2 separate regions of the Mus musculus genome follow, and region 2 is linked to region 1. A link is a contact called in public promoter capture Hi-C data. All regions are on one chromosome and are shown on one strand. The core of a region is the stretch at or near the end of the contact, and the rest is flanking DNA. Distances in the headings are between cores, read along the strand shown. Region 1 overlaps Epb41l4b (erythrocyte membrane protein band 4.1 like 4b). Region 2 holds the start of Epb41l4b (erythrocyte membrane protein band 4.1 like 4b).

The links. Promoter capture Hi-C pulls out the DNA fragments that hold promoters and counts their contacts.
Region 2: a promoter capture Hi-C map of hippocampal neurons shows a contact between it and region 1, with 4 times the contacts expected there. The contact joins the promoter of Epb41l4b here to the enhancer-like site in region 1. A contact is called at or near these places in 7 of 39 promoter capture datasets (cranial neural crest, embryonic stem cells, epiblast stem cells and 4 more), 15 of 484 Hi-C or Micro-C datasets (CD4 T cells, CD4 single positive thymocytes, brain and 7 more), 12 of 115 datasets of contacts at active chromatin or transcription factors (the 230-238 cell line, bone marrow-derived macrophages, embryonic hindbrain and 6 more) and 5 of 9 other capture datasets (adipose tissue, embryonic stem cells, liver and 2 more).

The regions. Positions count from the first base shown.
Region 1 is chr4:57,045,063-57,047,762 of GRCm38.p6, forward strand. The region is part of intron 15 of Epb41l4b (erythrocyte membrane protein band 4.1 like 4b); the gene reads right to left. Among named protein-coding and RNA genes, the nearest start is that of Gm34738, 3.7 kb to the right of the region's middle. Within about 2 kb of position 1,264, at least 8 of the 459 cell types and tissues checked have an H3K27ac peak or open chromatin away from gene starts, as enhancers often do. A contact at or near this core is called in hippocampal neurons, where this site is marked.
Region 2 is chr4:57,141,746-57,144,445 of GRCm38.p6, forward strand. Epb41l4b (erythrocyte membrane protein band 4.1 like 4b) reads right to left here and starts at 1,411. Exons shown (of 25, transcript NM_001355492.1): 1 at 1,103-1,411. The coding sequence starts at 1,408. It overlaps LOC108168956, which reads right to left. Exons shown (of 2, transcript XM_017320489.1): 2 at 1,513-2,246. The coding sequence ends at 1,513.

The DNA of each region.
Region 1 (2,700 bases), core at 14-2,513:
GCCAAGGGTCAGGATACTAGGCCAACTCCAGGCTCACTAGAGACTGAGGCTCATGGGGTGTTTGAGATTCTGCAAAGCCACAGTATTTCTAGAATCTACCACCAGAATTGTTACCAGGACAGGGCAAGGAAAGGGTGAGGCTGGACTCAGGGCTTTCTTTTGAAAAGGCCAAGTGAAGGTGCTCCTGAGAAGCTAATCACAACCTTTGCAGTGTACGCAAGTTTTGGGTGACACGGGCCCTGGGGATCTAAGCTGGGATAAGAAACCACAGAACCTTATAATGGAGTCCTCAATACCCTCTGGTTCTATAGGTTTAAACTCAGGCAGATGTTAAAGCCACTAGGAAAACTCTTATATGCTACTGGAGGGAATGTAAGATGGTTTATTCAGTTTGGAAAAAAAAAAAAAACAAAAACAAAACAGCCTGGTGGGTCCTCAAAGAGTTAAAGATATCATTGCATGGTCCAGCAATTTACGCCAAGATAAGAATCCAAGGGAAAAAAAGATCCATGAAAAACTTGTACCTGAATGCTCATTCAGTATTATTCATAATCACGCAAAGGTAGAAGCAATCGAGTTCATCCATTAACAGATAGTCAAAATGTGGTTATCACTACAGTGGGAAATTACAAAGCCATGAAAAAGACGTGAACCCCAGGATCATGTTATAATTTAAATGAACCTTGAAAACACTATGCTATCTTGAAGAAGATGGATATCAAAGGCTACATACGTGATTCCTCTTATAGGACATGTGTAGACCAGACAAGTGGGGGGAAGCTTAGGAGTTATTTAGAAGTAACTCGGAAGTAGGAGGAATCAGGATTGACAGTCTATTGTTACTGAATTTCTTGGGGAGGAATGCAATGTTCCTAAAATAGCAAAAACCATGACCAAACAACATCATGCATATAACCAACTGTATATTTTGCTGAACTGTGCACTATGCGAGACAGATCCCAGTAAAGCTGGAGATCTTTGGAAATATGGATGTTATTCTCCTCTAGACATGGTCACCTATCTCTAAATCCTGCAGCTGGCCTGGGAACTACCACCTTTCTCCAACCTGCAACCAGCTCACTTTGCATATGGGCTCACCATGGGAGGGGAGGGGAGCAGGTCACACAGCCGGAGACCAGCAGCTGAGTCCGGGACACAATCCAGGCCTCCCACCTTTCCACTCGGTGCCCCAAGGGCTGCCCATCTGCTGTGTCTTACCATCTGCTCAGCTTCTATTTAAGGCAGCATGGAGTACTCATCAGGAGAATCCAAGTCCTCCTCAAAAGCCTCGGGCTGAGACACCCTCACGCTCTTTACCATCCAGTAAGCTCAGCAGGAACAGAACCCGCCATATGTATTTGTGTCCCAGCTGTGCTGGAAGAAGGGCTGGTTCATGGGAGGCCAGCAAAAGCCTCAGTCCACTCAGTCAATAGTCCGGGACCAGCTCTGTTGTCTGGCACTGTGCCAGGCACGGCAGTCGGCAGGGGAAGGACTTCAGTCTAGCCTGAGACATTGTTAGAGGAGACCTCCTGGGGTAGACATGCTTGAAGTAAGGAAGTCCTGACAGTTATGGAAGAGTGGACAGGGGCAGGGGAACACTGGACATTGTAAGAGAAGGGTTCTTCAACTTCTAAGGCCTGGAGCTGACAGGGTATACTAGGCATTGGGTGTGGAGGTCTTGCATAGCTTTGGTGTGTGCCTAAGAGTAGGTATCCTGCTGTTTCTCTTCTTGTCTCCCATCTGGATGACAAACCCATGGGGATTGATGGGAAATTGACATATGTTTTTTCTGAAATGAAGAACCACTTCACCCTCCTGAAAGGAGCAGTCTGTGCCTGCTCAGGAAGCTGAGGTGCCCTCTTTGCTCCACTGGTCACTAGGCTGAGTAATCGCAGGCTCCATGCCACTTTCCCCAACCCACTCCAAGGAGTTCAGTGCACTTCTGGGCCCCTACCCTGGCTCGCCATCTTGTGCCCCACAGATGTTTCAGCATCCGCCATGAGTGCTCTGTAGCCCAAGCCCCTACCCTGGATTCCTGTGGTGCCATCACCCTTCATCCTTTATCCTTTGGTTCTGGGGTGGTAAGCAGTTTCCAATTACTCTCATGTTGGGATTGCTTCAGTGGTACTTCAGGTCCAGTTCTTTTGTCCTTTGTATAATCGAGCCTTGTATGAAAGTCCCTCTGTAGGAAATGCCTAGATTCGTTTCCATTTTCCTGATTGCTCTTGCCAGACACAGGTTAACCCGCCCGGTCAGCACTACTCCAGCTTTTCCTCCCACAGCACTGGACTGGTCTGTTTCTTTGTTACTCACCATGTTGTTACTTTGTTGCTTTTCTTTTAGTGTCACCACACACAGTAGCCTAACCCTGATTTCCTTTCTCACACAGTCCTGTTTCTTCTTTCAAGTCAAATATGTCCTGACTGCTCCCTTTCTTTAGCTTAGATTTCAATTTCTTTCTCTTTGTTCTGGAAGCTTCTGCAGTTAGTCTATTCCAGTTGAGAAGGCAGGAGAAACAAACGAGAAAGCGTCTGTGCTTCGCATACATGTGTTTCTTTAGAGTTCAAGCTTACCATGGAAGCCTCCCATTGGCATTCCAGTTTGGAGCATTAAATGCTGTGCTTCAGGAGACCATATACGTAAGGCACATCCTTCTCTCTGCTCATTAAGACGGTTTAAAATGTTCATTGGTCAGAGTTT
Region 2 (2,700 bases), core at 161-2,660, 97 kb after region 1:
TTCCCATCTGAAACCCTTACAGGTTAAGTGTTCTCTCCTTAAATCCAACGAATTCCTACCACCCAGTTACAGACTGTCCGGAGGCCTAAACACTCCGGACAATCTGTAACTCATCTAAAGCTCAATTACTGCGGTGTCTTCAGTCATGCCCAAAGATTCCCGAAGGCACCGTCTGCCGCAGCGCAGTGGGCGCCCGTTAGTGCAGCGTTTGATAGGATCTGACTGGCCCCTTCGGCCAAAAAGGCTCTTTTGGCGGCTGGACTCCCTGTCGGAGACACTGGCGCTGGCCTAGCTTGCCACTGGAACTGGGCCCGGGTGCAACCACCTGTGGGTGTGTGAACCGGACGCAGGCCCTGGTGCTGCCACCCCGGGATGCCCTGAACGAACCACGCAAACTGCCGGGTGTGGGAGAGAGTGGGTAGGCCAGTCCAGAGGGGACCGGGGCCAACTCCCAGCACGCCAAGGCTTATCTCTCCGTTCAAAGCGGACCTGGCCTGAGTTGGCTCCCAAGTCGCTCCACTCCCTGCGAGGTTGTGAGCCAGGGAGCACTTTGGGATAGGCTCCCTATGGGGGCCATCCACGGGGAATCGGGAGAAGGCAGAGCGGCAAAACTGTTCCCTAAGCCTCTTCCCAAACTTGGGGCACCTGCTGAGCAGCAGGCAAGGATTTCTTCTCCACCAAGGCCTGATACCCAAAGCGGGATACCCCGGAACAGCCCTGCGTCGCTTGAAAAATTCTACTCAATCCAGCAGCCGAAGGCCAACATTGGCAGGGAATGCCAGCCACCTGCGCCAAGGGGAGGGGACGTAGGGACGTGTGCATGGGATAGCATGGGGTAGGAGTGAGGCACAAAAATCCTAGGTGGTCGCCAAAGAAGGGCGCCGCAACCCTGCGGTTGCAAGGTGCCAAAGACTGGGCCCCAGAGCATACCCGGGCTGGTGGTCTGGGAGGGTTCATGGCTGGGGAAGATTGGCAGAAGATGGGGGAGGGGTCCCCAAAAAACAGCCCGGGTAGCTTCCCAGAGAGAAAGAAAGACTGGGACAGGGGGTTCTGACCCAAGCAGAGCAGGCTGCTAGTGCCCCGCACGCGCCGCGTCACTCACCGGCAGGTCCACGCTCACTTCGGTTCCGTCGAGCAGGAAGACACGGCAGTAAAGGGTGGCCTTGGCAGCTCCCGAGGCGGAGATGTGCACAGCCGCGCCGCCGGTGAGCAGGGGCCCGCCGCCGGCCGGGAATACGCTGCCCCCGGGCGCGGCGGGCAGCACCGAGGAGCTGGCGGCGGCAGCCGGGCCCCCTCGCGGCCCCCCGTCGCGCTCGTCCCCCAGCCCGGCGGCCCCGCGCCCCGCCGCGCCCCGCGCGTAGCGCTGCATGGAGCGGCGGCCAAAGGTCCGGCGCAGGAACCGCAGCATCCTGGCCGGGGGCGCCCCCTGCCTCCGCCCCCTGCGCTGCCGCCGCGCCGCCGCCCGGGAGCGCCCGGCGCCGCCGTCAGTGCCCGCCGCGCCGCGCCGCCTCCCGCGGGCTGCGGCCCGGGGCTCGCTCCCGCCCCAGCCGAGGCCGCCGCCGCGCTCCGGCCGCCCGCGGGACGCGTCGGCCGGGCCAGCGCCCGCCGAGAGTAGCCGCGCGGGAGAGAACGCGCACAGGCGGCCCGGGGGACCGTCCCGCTGCTGTCGCCGCTGTCGCTGCCGCGCGCTTGGGGCGGTCGGTCGGTGCCGGCTGCTGCGTGGCCGCTGCCCCGCGAAGAGCGCCGCGGGGGGACCCGGCTGCGGGCTGCTCCCGCGCCGCGCGCCGGCCGAGGGCCAGCCGGAGCAAAGCGCCTGCGTGCTCCCGGCGCGCTCGCTCCCACTCGCGCCGCGCCCGGCCCGAGGAGGCCCCCGCCGAGCGCCCGCTCCCGGGGCGCCTTTTCCTGCGCCCGCAGCCCCCGCCTCCCACCTGGGAGGGCTGCACCTCCAGCCGCCGCCGCCGGCACTGCAGCACGCCCTCCTCCCCCGGGGCTGCGCCGGGCTTGTGCTGCCCCCTGCCGGCCCGAGCGCCCCCTGCTGCTGTAGGTGCGCTCACGTGCGTACACGTAGGTGAGCACACACGTGTTTCCGGGCGCGCAGGACCCCCTAGAAGTCCAAGAGTTCCTCCTGCTTGACCAGATGAAGAAAATAAGACTGTCTCCTTCCAGGGAAGTCTTACCCCTAGGGCAAAGAAAAACACGGCTCTTTCTGGAAGAAAAACAAAAACAAAAACAAAACACCAACCGTACTCAGTTTCTCCTTCTGCAGAAGTGGAGTAGGCGACCTAGAAGGTCCCTGCCACTTAATGAAATTCTATCTGCTTAAAATCTCAACCCTGGCTGGAGCTTTAACCTGCCAGTCCAACGGACCCGTTCCAAACAAGAAAATTGAGGCCTGCGAGGAGGGGAAGTACTTTTCCATACTCCTTTGGAGACACCCTGCTTCAAGGACCTCGCCCATGCCCAGAATTAAGGAAAGGTCCTGCATAAGCTATTGCTACTGAGAAGGTTGGTCAAGGTTGGACAGACTCCTGGGAAGCGAAGCAGAACATAAGAATGAATTGCATAGGGCACATGGAGCAAACTGGAGACAGCGAATTGCTAACAATCAATGCCCACAGGTTCAGGGTTTGCCCACAGACAAGTGAGTTGTCCTGTGTTGCAGAAAGGAATGTGGGAAATGAAGCTGAAAGGAGGCCAGGC